2 separate regions of the Xenopus laevis genome follow, and region 2 is linked to region 1. The links are chromatin contacts, called in public Hi-C maps. All regions are on one chromosome and are shown on one strand. The core of a region is the stretch at or near the end of the contact, and the rest is flanking DNA. Distances in the headings are between cores, read along the strand shown. Region 1 has its middle 49 kb from the start of ier5.L. Region 2 holds the start of ier5.L (immediate early response 5 L homeolog).

Region 1 (7,063 bases), core at 2,650-5,149:
ATCCAAACAGGTCAGTGCTCTGCTCTAGAGTGGTCTGGAGACCTATAAATCTCATTTGGAATGACACATTTGATCAATGTCAATTGGTTGAAGTACAGCTCCACAATAATAAAAATGGCTTTATTAGGAACACTTGCAGGACCTGGATAAGCACTTATCCAGGTCTTGCCAGTGTTCCTAATAAAGGCATGTTTATCCAAGAAAAGAATTGTAGTGCTATTCTTCAACCAATTGATGCAAGAGGAGTGGAAGGTGGCCATTCAGGCTACGTGCACCAGGACCCACTGATTTGCAGTCTTGTGAGCTGATTCTACTAATTAAGCAAACATCTGATCAATGTGCCACCAACTAGCCTGATCTAATTAGTAGTAGTTGATGTAGAATAATTGCCCTTTGCTTTTAAAAATCTATAAGATTGCTACTGTCTCAGCTTGTAATATTAGTTTTCCCTAAGGTGCTACTGTCTAGCCTTGGCCTTCCTTATCGACCCCCAAAGCCCCTTATTGGGTAGTTATTCTTTTATAAGAAGACAGTGGGGGCATGGCCTGGTGGCACAGTGTGCATGATATGATATCAATCAGGATAATAAACAGGAATACTTCATAGCAAGAACAAGTCCCTCTATATTTTATATTTAATTTGCCATCTGGAATATTTGCTGCATGGACATAGAGGAAGACATTTTTCAAAACTGTTTTGCTCTCTCAGAATCTAGCTTTTCATGAGGTCAGTGGCAGCTTTGCTCATGTATCAGCAAAATACTGTTTTTAAGAATTGTAGTCTTTATTGGTGCCTTCCCCCCCCCCCAGCAGGATCTGCTTCCTCTGTTGTTATGCCACTGTTGGTGAACCATTCCTGATCAGTATACACTGCCCTGTATTAATGAGGCACTTGATGCTCTACAAGACAGTTCTCAGTGTTAAAGGACAAGGAAAGCCACATAACAATCCTAACAATCCTTCCCTTTAGCACTCCTTAATTGCTAAACTTTATCCACTGTAGTGCCTCCTTCAGTAGCTGTGATCTTCAGCCACGGGCATTATCTTTTTAAAGCACGTCATCAGTATGGCGAATGCACTCCTACTGTGCATCCTGCATGCTGACACTATGGCACACGAGTATAGCTATCTTCATTCTTCAGTGGTGACGTAGGTGTTTGGATGAGACTGCGTTATGCACACACTCTAGTTTCCTGCTCATCTAAACTGTGCAGAATCTTGGTCTTGGTCTTGGTAAAGGCCACAGCACTATGGGTAAATGCTTTTATAAAAGTCAGCACGATTTGCGAAAACACAGTACTAGAGCTCCTACATGCAGGCGATTTAATCTATTTAAGACACCCTACCAGTTGCTTTTTAAATAGGCTTGTTTGGAAAATAATCTTGATTTCATTGTCCTTTAAGATTGGGGTATTTCCAAATCCCTATGAGTGCAAATGATCAGGAAAGGATAGCTTTTATTTGCCCATTGGGTTTTATTTACCAGTTTACACATATGCCCCAGAGAATAACTGGAGCTTTAGTCACATTCCAGCACCTTATGGAGAAAGTGCTGGAGCCCTGACTCCATAGCAATGCATAGTTGACCTAGATTATATTATTGTTTTTAGCTCTACTCTTACCTCTCTCTACTATTACCGTTGGTTTGTGGAAGGCTATTTATTCTTATATAGTTCTTTCTTAAAATGAATTGTTTAAGGAAAACTATTAATTCAAATAATGAGAGCATAATACTATTCAGCCCAAGGTAGACATCTGCTTGTGAGGAAGCTTTCCTACCACGCAAGAAAAGTTTTACAGAACCACCTTTACTTGCCTATGTTAACCTACAGATACCTAATGTTTTGCATGTAAATGCCAGTTATGAAGGCTTGGGAGGCATCCTTCAGTAGGAACATCCTGGAGTCCTGAAACTAGTTGCATATATCAACTGGAGCCTTAGTCCCACTGAAAAGAACTATGCTGTACATAAGCCTTAAAATGAGTTACATGGATATCTTTATGGAGCTCAGTTTAGATAATTCTCTAATTTATATTTTAACAACCGCAAAGCTGTAAGCTATGGGCATTGTTGGGCAACTGCTTACTCTAATTGTAAAAAAAATACAAACCTGGCCCAAAAAACTTAGGGATAGATGCCATTTGCAAATGCCCTGGTCTAACCCCTGAGCAGGATGAGTGGAAAGAAATCCCAGGGCCAGTAGTGGCTGCTCAATATGCTACAGCTGCTCTCCAGGGAGATTGTAATCAGTCTGTGAATTGTGACTCCCCCTTGGAGGGGGAGAGGACCATGTAAAAGTAAAAAGAACACATATGACGAATTTTTAACTTTGCGGATCTGTTCAATGGTCAGTGATAGGTCTTATTTGGGCAAAATAGCAGGAAAGACTGCTTTGGTAATTATATAAGATATCCAGAAGATGTCACTCATGTAACAGCCCAAAAACCTACTATATGTAAAGAAGCTCTATAAAACTACATGATAGTCACTGAATCAAAGGGTTTGTAAGATCTGTTAAAAATATAGTTATCTTATAAAATGTATGCTCAGACTCTATAACAAACATGGTAAAACATGGTTTTAATATTCTTATTCTTGTTTTACTTGCTATACCCAAAGCAGTAAATGAACAGTTGCCTCAAGTTTCACACGTGTGGGCCCCTACTTCAGTTCTTTGACCTGCTGTTGTGGAACCACTCTCCATAAAGTGACATAAGCTGATTAAATGACAGGTATGCAGTTTGAATTGACTGAAAATCATGATAGTGCTGCCTTCTGCAACTTGTGCCATATTTTAAATCCAATGCAATGAACTTTTAATTGCATTGTAGTACTGGTGTACATGCACACTGTTGTGTTTGCTCTTGTTGGTTAACTGTTGATTAATGAGCCAGACTATATTTAACACAACCTCATGTGGCAGACTTGCACCAGATTTTTCAGCAGGGTCCAAAAGCATTTAGCTATGTGAGGCTTCACATTAGGTTTATTAAAGGTGACAAATTATATATAAATTGATTTTTCTAAGGAAGATAACACTGTCTGTGTAGGGCATTTTTTTGGTCTTGGAGATATTGCATTTAAACGTTATTGCAGTCAGGGCAGCCATCAGGGGGGACAGGGGGGAGAGTTGTAGGGGGCCCCAAGGGTAAGGGGGGCCCGGCCATGCCACACTTACTTGATTAGCCGGGCCCCCATCTTTGTGAGAGCTGCTGACTTCGGGAAGGCATGGATGTTTAAGGGGCCCTGGCCACCAATTTTCTTATAATGTGGGGGGGGGGGCTGGCCACCATTTTTTTTTCTCCTGTGGGGTCCTAGCCACCAATATTTTTTAATGGGGGGCCCTGGCCACAAATGTTTTTTAATGGGGGGCCCTGACCACCAATATCTTTTTATTAATATGTGGGAATCCTAGCCACCAATATTTTTTTTGTTTTTTTACTGTGTGGTGGGGGGCGGACCTGTGGGTTGGGGAGAGCAGACCTGTAGGTGGGGCTTGCGGTGGGCGCAGCCCAGGGGGCCCAGGAAATTTTGTCGTATGGGGCCCTGTGATTTCTGATGGCGGTCCTGATTGCAGTTACCAGAATTGTTGCAGTGGTATTTTTTAACTAGATACAGAAGGTAATTTTTCCAACAGCACCTAGACTGATCTGAACTGCATTTAATGCAAGACATTTGGGCTCATTTATAAAACAATGGCTAAATTTACACCTGGGAAGTAACCCATGGCAGCCAATCAAATGTCTGCTTTCACTGTTGAACCTGCAGCTGCCTGAGAAAAGCCAGTGATTGGTTGCTATGGGCTACTGCCCATGTGCAAATTTGCCCAGTGTTTATAAACCTCAAAAGCTATTATTGCACCAACATACCACAGTGCCTGGATGTGAGTTAGGGGCTTAGGGCCCTGGCTGCTTTATACTGCAACTTTTGAAAGATCTGGGGTACCCTTAGGTCCCAAAAGTGGCCCTGAACCAAATCCCTCACCTTCCAAGAAGCAGGCTGGGTATTCACTTAGCCTCAGGCCAACAGTCTACACAGTCTACAGGGTTACAGTTTGGTGCATTCTCTGTTATGAGCTGACATCTTTCACATTAACTCACAGAAAAGAAAATTCCCCGATCAACGTTTATGGGTCAGCGTTTTAAGTAAGGATCATAAAAAACATTGACTTTTATCTTGTTGACACTGTATACTTATCGCATATAATGACTAAATACTGGGTCAGTGCCTAGTTGCGACTGCTGTATATCCTGTGTGGTGGCAGATCAGTGCACCTTTTAAACTTTATTTAGCTTGCTTTTCTAGGCATGTTCAGTTGGTATGACATTTCCAATAGAAATCAGGCCAATCATATTAGCCCCCCCAGAATCTCAAATATTGCACCTGACTTTAGACTCAGAGGACATAATTGTGCAAATTTCATCTTTCAGATCTAAGTTTCTATAGACAGGGGAGATTCTAGCGCGAGGCTGCATGAGGCAGCTTTCACAATGCCAAACCTGCCGGAGTAGGGCTAGGGGGCGCAATTTTACTCGCTGAACTAGAAGAGCAGAATTTCCAGTTTGATAACCAGAATTTCAGCTTCTAAAGTTTTTTGCTGCCCCTGGTACCTTGTGGGGTGCTGTAGACTGAGGCAAGGTACTTAACTTGAAATGGAGTTCTGCACAAAGCCTTAGTCTGCTGTATATTTGTGTGTGTGTATGTGGGGGGTAATATTTTACTCAGTACTTATTCACTCTTCTTTTGTGCATAATGAATGAGTCACAAGGCAGAGGATGCTAACATTCCACTAATGTACGTCCCTAATGTATGAAGTGCCAACAGACATAAACAGCACTATATATAGAAGCAGATACAACTATTTGTGCTCCATTCTGGGATTGCAAAAGGTTGCATCTGTCAGTGACATGTGCAGTTCTTGGGAACAGTTGCATTGTGGGCAAAAAACACTGATTTTTTGGGTTTGCTTTTTTCCTTGGTACCTTGCCCCCATGATAATATGTTTGTTTTTGTAGCCCTAACACAAGTTTAAGGTTTTTTCTATTTAACCGTAGCTAGTTATTTTTAATTCCTGCCTGAAAACAAAGAGCAGTAATTTTCCAAACCCTGCTTATAACCCCTGCACTGCTATGTGCTTAGTCATACGGCCCCAAGCAAATCCTGAACTGCAGCTGAGAAACTGGCAGGGCCAGTTCTATAATTAGATGTTTGCAGTACAGAAGTGTACGTGAGAAAATATTATATGATGTGAAAGTCATACACACACACACACACAACATCTTAATAACCACACCATGGTCTGATATAACCATTACATCAAAATGTTTTATTACTGACTTTTTCTGACATGCAATAGGATCACTGAATAACTGTTTCTAGTCACTGGTGTTGGTTGTTATCATACACCAGTTTCCGTATATATAGACATTATTTTACTCTCCACCTGTTGGTACTGTACAAATGCCAGCTACTCTATGATAGTATAGGGAAAGGCTCGGTGCCTACTACTCATTAGAGTAGTGCCACGGGGATTACACTTATTGGTAACACAATATCCACTTAACCAGTTTTGTCTGGTCATTTCTAATTGTACCACCGTGTGTAGGATGGAGCACAGGAACAGACTGTGGGGAATAAGAATGTATTTAGTCCAAAGCTCAGTGTGTTGGAATCTATTATTGGGTTGCAAGATCTAGGTGCTACTTGGTTCCTGTATGACTGCAGTCAGAGTTGTGCACATAAACATGGTTGAAACTTTTAATATTGGAAGACTGGCATTGCTCTGGCATTGCTCTATTCAAGAAGGCAAATGGAGCCCTACAGAAATTCATACAATGTAGAACACAGTGTGCAAATAAATGGCTGATTGCAACCTTTATTGTACTTTGCACACTGAGTGCTGCATTGTAAACGATCCCTCTTGTCTTTGTTCTGTCTATCTATTAAAATCAGGCCAAGACTGCCAATCTGTGGATTCTGGCAAATGCCAGATGGGCTGCTATAAGATGCCATAGACAGTCAATATTTAGTTGGCTGGTGGGGGCTGTTTGGGGTTATCTGTAAATTAAATGCCAGGGCTGATTGTGAATCCCAGCCAAGGCCAGATCAAAAATGCCTGAATCCACTGCCAAAGCATTAATGTATAGTACAGGTATGGGACCTGTTATCCAGAATGCTCGGGACCTGGGGTTTTTCCGGATAACAGCTCTTTCCGTAATTTGGATCTTCATACCTTAAGTCTATTAGAAAATCATGGAAACATTAAATAAACCCAATAGGCTGGTTTTGCGTCCAATAAGGACCTGGGGTTTTCCGGATGATCTGTAATTTGGATCTTCATACCTTAAGTCTACTAGAAAATAATGTAAACCTTAAATAAACCCAATAGGCTGGGTTTGCTTCCAGTAAGGATTATTTATATCTTAGTTGGGATTAAGTACAAGGTACTGTTTTATTATTATATACAAAAAGGAAATCATTTGAACAAATTTGGATTTTTTGATTATAATGAAGTCTATTGGAGGCTTCCTATCTATACAGTTAGATTGGCTTAAAGGTTGTCGTTAACAGCATTTTCTCCGCAATATTGGCCAGGCCAGGACTGCTAATGCCAGAGGGTCTGGCATATAAGGTGCCATAGAAAATCAGAATTTAGTGGGCTGGTGGGGGCTGTTTGGGATTCTGTGTGGGCTTATTGGGCCTCTGGGTGTACCTGAAATGCTAGGGCCTATTTTAATTCTCAGTCAAGACCTGATATTGGCCCTTATAGTTGAGCACTTTTATGGAAAACGGAACAAATATGCAGCAGGGAAGGGGCAACAGATATCTTTGCATATAAATGTTGCCTTTTGCCAAATGGCAGAGCCCACCTGGGCGGGCAATGGGCTAAGGGAGGGTCCTGTTAACTAGAAGTTTGGTACCCATTATTTTAATTGTGGTCCTGAAGACAGACAGTGATGCTCTAAATTATTGGAATGCAATATGTTTTGAAAAACTTCCACAAAGACCATTGCAAACTTTAGCAACCAAGATTTTCATTGATTGTGTCCTTTATGATGGATTT
Region 2 (7,063 bases), core at 2,714-5,213, 48 kb after region 1:
AGCTGCCAAACAAATGTAAATGAGAAAGGTTTATTACCTTATTGTTTGGCAATTCATTAAATCGTGCGATCAATGTTCAGATATCTATATATGGCAAGAACGTGGTTCACAGGATTTAATATATATTCTCTTAAATATATATATTCTATATATACTCTTACTCTGTTGGTTATGGCCCCATAAACATTGGTGCACACACTGTATATTCCTGGAGCTAAAGAATCATACATATGCCAAACGTGTGACCGAAAAAGAAGTGTCCAAACACTACTCAAAATGCAGGTAAAAGGAGAGTTATTGCATTTTTAATGAGAAATACCTGTCTGGGATCTAAGTCACTTAACATAAAATAACCCTGAGGGAGATCGACATGTAACTCCAGAGACCTCTGGACCCAATAAATGGCATAACTCTCTCCTGCTTGTCTGTGTAGTTCACAACCACCACTTGTCTATCCTATGAACTGCAACTCACAACACCCTCACTGACCTCTGATCTGCAGTTTAGAAACAAAAGCTTCATCAGCTGGGTTTATGAAGCACAATATTAATAGAATGAAGTAGGGCTGTCGGTGCTGATGGATAATGTTAAACCTGACTAGGTTGTACTAATCCTTCAGCCAGTAGAAAGCAAATAATAAAACTGTACATGTCATAATGTAAACAGTACTGTTGTGTAACATTTGCGCACATCTGCAGGACTTGGAAATGTTATCCATCAAGCAAAACACTCAAGCTGATGAGCAAGATATTTTCCCCCGAAAACGTGCATTAACAGGTAACATTTCCTACATTGCTATGTGTGTCCAAACAATTGATTGATAATCAAGTTCCTCAACTGTTTGTAGAAGAGTTGTAGGTAGGACTAGTAACCAGTTGACATGCATACATGTCTATAAAAGCCAACAGGACGACTTCTGGTTTCCTTAGTAATAAGAACAATGCGACCTTTAGCCAACAGAGTGGAGGTCACCAACCCCCCTCTTCTAACACCTGCTCCTTATCTATTGAACTGCCAGGGGGAGGTGAAATATAGCAGGAAGTTTATTAACCCTGGTATTTAAACACATTTTCCCATAATGGTGGCCTGCAAAATGCATTTATCTCCACGCCTCTTCATATTGCAGACAAACAGTGAGCTCAGCTACTGTGGAAAGAAATTACTACGTCCCGATTTCTGGACCACTGGGGGATAATGTGCCCAAGCCTGGAATATGAGCAAGAGAACAGGATACAGCTAAAAATGTGCTGTATTAATTACTTGTAATTTACCATAAATTAAAGTATGTAACCATTTTAAAACTACAAACGTTTAAGTTCCAAAGGATGTTGCTAATTTTCCAGTGTGGGACTCAAAAGGTTAAATAGAAAACTAAACAGCTACTGCTAAATATTATGCTTTGGTTTATATCAAGCAAGTTCATAGCCGGTCTTTTAGATTGACCTCATTTGGTTAAAACACAAGAGACCAGTAGCTATTTTATCCCAAATTCCCAAGTCAGCATGGATGTATTAATTCAAACAGTTAAGGTTTTATAAATAACGAGAGTTCTGAAACTTTTCAAATTATTTAATACGTGTCAAACACGTAGAAACATCATAGTATACAGAAGTCAGTTACAGCATTGTGCATAAAAATACTGTAAACCATTGTTTAAATCATGTCCAGATAGAATAACTCATCTTCTAAAACAAAGAGAGATCTGACTGTGCACGTAGGGCTGGACTGAGCACATGAGCGCCAGCACTTCCAGAAGACAAAATACATTTAAAGGGGTTTTCCTTCCTCTTTAGTAGCTCTACACCGATACATTGAGCAGTTGCTTCCTCATGCTTACACTACACAGAAACCAAAAGGATGGTGGGCGGCTTAGAGAGGGGTAGTTCCAGGACTGAGTGCGCTCAAAAATGAAAGTAGATTAGACACTTTACTGTGTTATGGACTATAAACTGTAACATAACCAAATATGCAAGCTGTAGAATATGCTTGTTTAGGAACTCAAACAAGTGACAAAAAAACGTAACTAACAAAATGGTGTGGATGAGTGTGCAGTGAAAAGGGGCTGCCAAACAGTTTGCACACTGATTTGGCATTTGAATCAAGTCAGGACATGAAACAGGAAGCAGTAGTTTTAAAATCACTGGAGGAACCATAACACAATAGGTAAGAATAGGGCAGTGTGAACAGATGGGAACTTCCCTCCCTCTCCCCAAATGGGGAACTCCCCTAGCACGTGGTGACCATAGAGGTGGGGGTTGGGAGACATTCTTTTCAAACTGGGGGAGGGGTGTTACAGGACTGATACATATTGCCTCAGGGAAATACCCCCCCAGTTGAAAAAAAATCAGTTCTTACAATAAAATAGCTTCATTGAATTAGTGTTGATTTAATTCTTGACCTTTATGCACTTATAGTGCCAGGTGGGACTTGGAACACCCCTAAACAAGCCACGAGATCCAGCGATCTGCATGTATTCCACACTTACAGAAAATCATGGTTGTTCCAGGAGTGCCCAAGTCCCTAGTAAGATGGTGTGCAACTTTCACTGTCTCCACTGACAACAAATGGGTTAAGTAAATTGTACACGTGGCATCCCTTTAAGTCAGGGATCTGCAACCAGGGGAAAAGAATAGCTGTTGTGGACTACAACTCCCAGCCTCTCTAGGGAGCCAGTGCTAAAAGTTGTAGTCCAGCAGAAGCACTGGTTGAAAGATCTCTGCTATAAGTGCTTTACCAATGTAGCAAGCTGCACCCACCAATCCAAACACAACATTAGGCAGATGTAGGAAGAGGCATCCAGACATATCAGGACATAGAGTAACTGGAGGTCAGTCATGATCCGTCTTATATAGAACAATCCATACACTGTGCTCTGCGCCAGCTTCAGTCTCAGTTCAGTCTATAGCAGGTGTTTCCAACCTGCGGCCCTCCAGCTGCTGCTGCTGAACTACACACCCCGGCCAGTCTGCTTAGTGCAAGGGGCGCCGCGGGCTGGACGTTCCTGCGAGGAGGGCTGGCTCAGAAGGCTTCTATGGCCGTGCTCCAGGAGCTCATACTTGGGCTGATCGCCCTTTCACTGCAACCTGGTCCGGCTGGGCCCGTAGAGTCCAACTCCTGCACGTCCTGCGCGGGCTCCTCAGCCGCCTCAGTCCCAGGCTCTTTGCTCAGAAGTCCCGAGAAACTGGTGCCGAAGATGCTGATGAGGTTTGCAACGTTCTCTGTCTCCATGTGTTCCTCCGCCTCGTCCCCTGGCTCTGGCACCTCCTGCTCTCCTTGCTCCCTCTTTGCTCGCTTCATGGCCGGCCCATCCGGCGGGTTCCCTCCGCTTCTCTTCCGACAGCAGCTACTGGGGGAATCTGGGCTGCTGGGCTCTGCTTCGTGGCTGGGGCAGAGATCTGGTTCATGCAGGGAGGCCGAGTGGGACCGGCAGCTTTCGGTCACATGTCCCTGGCAACACGGCACCCCCCGAGGGTTCTCTGTGTCGTTTGGGTTACAAGAGCGACTCGCAGTTGGGCAGGAACATGTCCGGGCGTCTGTCTGCTCAGTAGGGGGGCACTGAGTCTCTCCGGTGAGGGGACATGGCTCGGGTTCCTTGCAGTCCTGTGGGCCGGGATTATGGAGCTCCGCCTGCCTCAGGTAATACTCCTGCTGTAACTCTTCCGGACTTTGGCTCAGATAGACCTGCTGGGCGCTGCGCAGTACCAGGGACACCATCAGGTTCTTATGCAGTTTGATGCCGCCGCGCTGCACACGGGAATGGTAGATCTTTCCCAGCGAAATACTCACTATGCGGTGAGCTTCAAGGCGAAAGCCGAGTCCGGGCGGAGTTTCCACAGTCCCAGGATCGTGTTGTTGTTCTAACACTTCCCGGTGCATTTTCGAAAATGCAGGTTTCTCCAACCTTCCGGTTTCCCTTGAGGGTGATTTAAACTTCGACACAAGGCTATCTGACCCGACCAACCTAGAAACCAACAGCAACTAAGCGCGGGCGCCTTCCCCCAGTCAGTTTATATACGAGTTACGTCACTCTTCCATTAGCCAATCAGGAGATCACAATGAGCGGTCTCCAACACAGATCACGGCTGTCTAGCGTTGTGTGCGACACATTTCCAACTACCAATCGGTGAGCGCAGGATTAACCGCCTGGATTCGAAAGGCGGCCCGCGGAGAATTTCCTTAAAGCGGCATTGCCATGTTAACGTTAATGTGTTCTGTATCAAAGTGTTTACAGTGGATGCTTTAAGCACATATACAATATCCTGGTTTAGTACCATGTGACCATTAATAGTTCACTATTGATGTATCGCCCTGGCTAAGTTACGTGTGTATAGTCACAGGAGTATGGAAACGTGACGTCACTGAGGCATTGCCGTTTTAACTCAGACAGTGTTTTGGTGGCAGCTCCCAGGCTGATGTAATGCTTCAGTAAGTGTTCAGGCTCAGTCACGTGATAGGCCGTGAGGTCAGTGAATGGCTGCTTTGTGTCTGCCTTCCCCACTGTTGCTATTTTTGCTTCTATTCCAGCTGAAGTCGGTTCCCAGCAGCCGAGGGGATACGGATAGTTGTAGTTCTGCGGAAAGGAATTCGCAAAGACATTTTTATTTATAGTTGCTTCGTAGTAAACGCCAGTGAGAGCAAGGTTCGCATGTCCTTTTATTTTTTTTTGCCCACAAATAGGGGGCTTGGGTTGAGACTAATGTTGCGAGATGTATGGGGTTAACACTCACTTGCTGTGCGAGATATTGTTGAACTGGATATGATATCTGTTTTAAAGCTGGTCATACATTAAATCATTTGCAGAGGTGGTGGACAATATTGGGCTAACCCAGTCCTTCGGCCATAGTGTGGTCCTTGTCTTGAACTTTGAACATGATTTGTAAACCTGTCCAATACATATCTGGATTATTTCCTGCTGGATATCGGTCAGGGTAGCCCATCAGAGGGACACGGTCCAATAAGCTGCTGGCACCAGGCCTGGAGAGGCAATCTGTGGGTTCTGGCAAATGCCAGAAGTGCTGATGTAAGTCGCTATAGACAGTCACTATTTATTGGGCTGGTGGGGGGATGTTTGAGCACTTGAAATGCCAGGGCCTATTTTGATACTAAGTCCAGACCTGATCGGAAGCTTTTATCAGCCTATGAATGGCCACCATTGATTGTTAATTTATATTAGGTATAACTGTTTTGTCAGACTTCCTCATAGAGTAAGATATAATTTCTTGTTTATTGGTCCATTAAAAACCACAATTGGCTGCTGTAGATTGTTTCTATTTTGACTAACTGCAGTTTGAGGAGCTCTGCATGGTGTAGGCACATTGAATCCATTGCAGTCCCTCTGGGATTCTAAATGAAGGGAGCAGGGGTGAGTCTGAATTTCTTTTTCTTCACTATGGCAGTTTGGGGCTTCTGGCACTCTATACATTTGGTACTCAGACACAACAGCATACAAGTTACTTTATGGTAAGTAGGCACGGTCAGGTTGGCATGGGCATCTTGGTGACTGTGTGGCAATGGTTGCCCTAGCGAACTGGTAAGGTAAGGTTGCCACGGCCATCTACGTTGCTTGGCTGCAATAATAATCCAATTGTTTGTGGGCCTATAGTCTTCAAGACCACACTAGCTGTTTTTTTTTTTTTTTTGCAGTGAATGAGAAGTCTGATATGCATCAAGCATTTCTCTGCCATTAATTAAAAAAGGCCACCACTGCGATATTAGCGATAACGCATTCATTTCAAACACTTAGTCCTTCAGATGTTGAGAAATTCAGCTCCAATACAGGATTTAATGATTGAAATTTGACAAAAAGATTGGAAAGTGACAAACGAGACCTCCTTGGCTGACAAGATTACAAAATGAATGTAAAACTATAATTTGAATTAGAGAGGGAGACGAAAAGCAGATAAACGTTTAATTATTATAGTTGTTTACAAAACGGGTCAATTAAAGTTTAATGTGCATAATTATGCAGCATTCACACACCTTCCCCCAGTGCTTAATAATTATACAATTGCACTGTGGCATTTTCTCCTATATTTGAAATCTGCTAAATAAATCTTTCTTTTTTTGAAAATCATTCTATGTCCATGTGTTTTCTTCCACAAAGGTTCCCTTTGATGCTCAGCACTCAGAGAAAATGCTCTTTCTAGCCAACCCTAAGGGCGGTGTCACACTGCGTTTGCTCTGCTGGCATAAATATGCCATGGGAGCAAAGGCTGATCTCCTTTCCACCCTGTCTTGTGTGTGCAATCACAGGCATAACATCTGTTTTCAGTGCACACACAGCACATTTTGGCATGAAAATGCGTACTTTTGGGTTTCTGTGCCAAAATTCAGGATATTTGCAAGCGCCTCACTGAACACCCCTTACCAAATATTACCATTATACACTAATTACCACATGCTATAGCTTTTATTGTACATTATATATATAAACACACCACATTTTTTAATCAGAACGACCAGGGGTCTATAGATGCTCCGGCTGTGTGATGTGTGGAACATTAATACAAGGTACAAGCTTCACACATTTTGAAGTCACCATGGATGGTGAAATTACACAAAAATGATAAAGAAAGCATTTTCACATGATTATGCTGTTTAACTTACTGGTCATTTAAAGGGGTTGTTTACCTTCAAGCAACTAGTTGTTTTCAGATAGATCATCAGAAATAATGACTTTTTCCATTGACTTTCTATTTTCTATGTGTCACCGTTTTTCTAATATTAAAGTGTAAGGGCTCTTACTGACTAGCAGTTGAAGCTGCGCTCCCCTACGTCCCATTTTTCTGCCGCAGGGGAGCGCTGGAATAGACGCATTAAGCTTTTTTCAATGGGGCTGTACTCACACAGGTGCGTGTAGGCGCCGAACGCAGGTTGTGACGCAACATGCTGCATTTTTCCTGCGTTCAGTGCCTACGCCTGTGTGAGTACAGCCCCATTGAAAAAAGCTTCCCCTGCGGCTGAACGCAGAAAAACAGAACTCAGGGGCGCGCAGCTTCAACCGCTCGTCAGTAAGAGCCCTTAAGTGTATTTTTTCACCTTCTAAAGCAGCTCTGGGAGGGGG

Evidence for each region. Hi-C and Micro-C count contacts between places; a contact is called where the count stands out from the background.
Region 2: a contact with region 1 is called in a Hi-C map of the XL177 cell line, with 5 times the contacts expected there. The contact joins the promoter of ier5.L here to the enhancer-like site in region 1. A contact is called at or near these places in 2 of 4 Hi-C or Micro-C datasets (the XL177 cell line and the XTC cell line).

Annotation. Positions count from the first base shown.
Region 1 is chr4L:96,526,017-96,533,079 of Xenopus_laevis_v10.1, forward strand. No RefSeq gene overlaps it. Among protein-coding and RNA genes, the nearest start is that of ier5.L, 49 kb to the right of the region's middle. Within about 2 kb of position 3,900, at least 1 of the 7 cell types and tissues checked has an H3K27ac peak or open chromatin away from gene starts, as enhancers often do.
Region 2 is chr4L:96,574,295-96,581,357 of Xenopus_laevis_v10.1, forward strand. It overlaps ier5.L (immediate early response 5 L homeolog), which reads right to left and starts at 3,964. Exons shown (of 1, transcript NM_001091562.1): 1 at 1,555-3,964. The coding sequence starts at 3,876. The coding sequence ends at 3,019.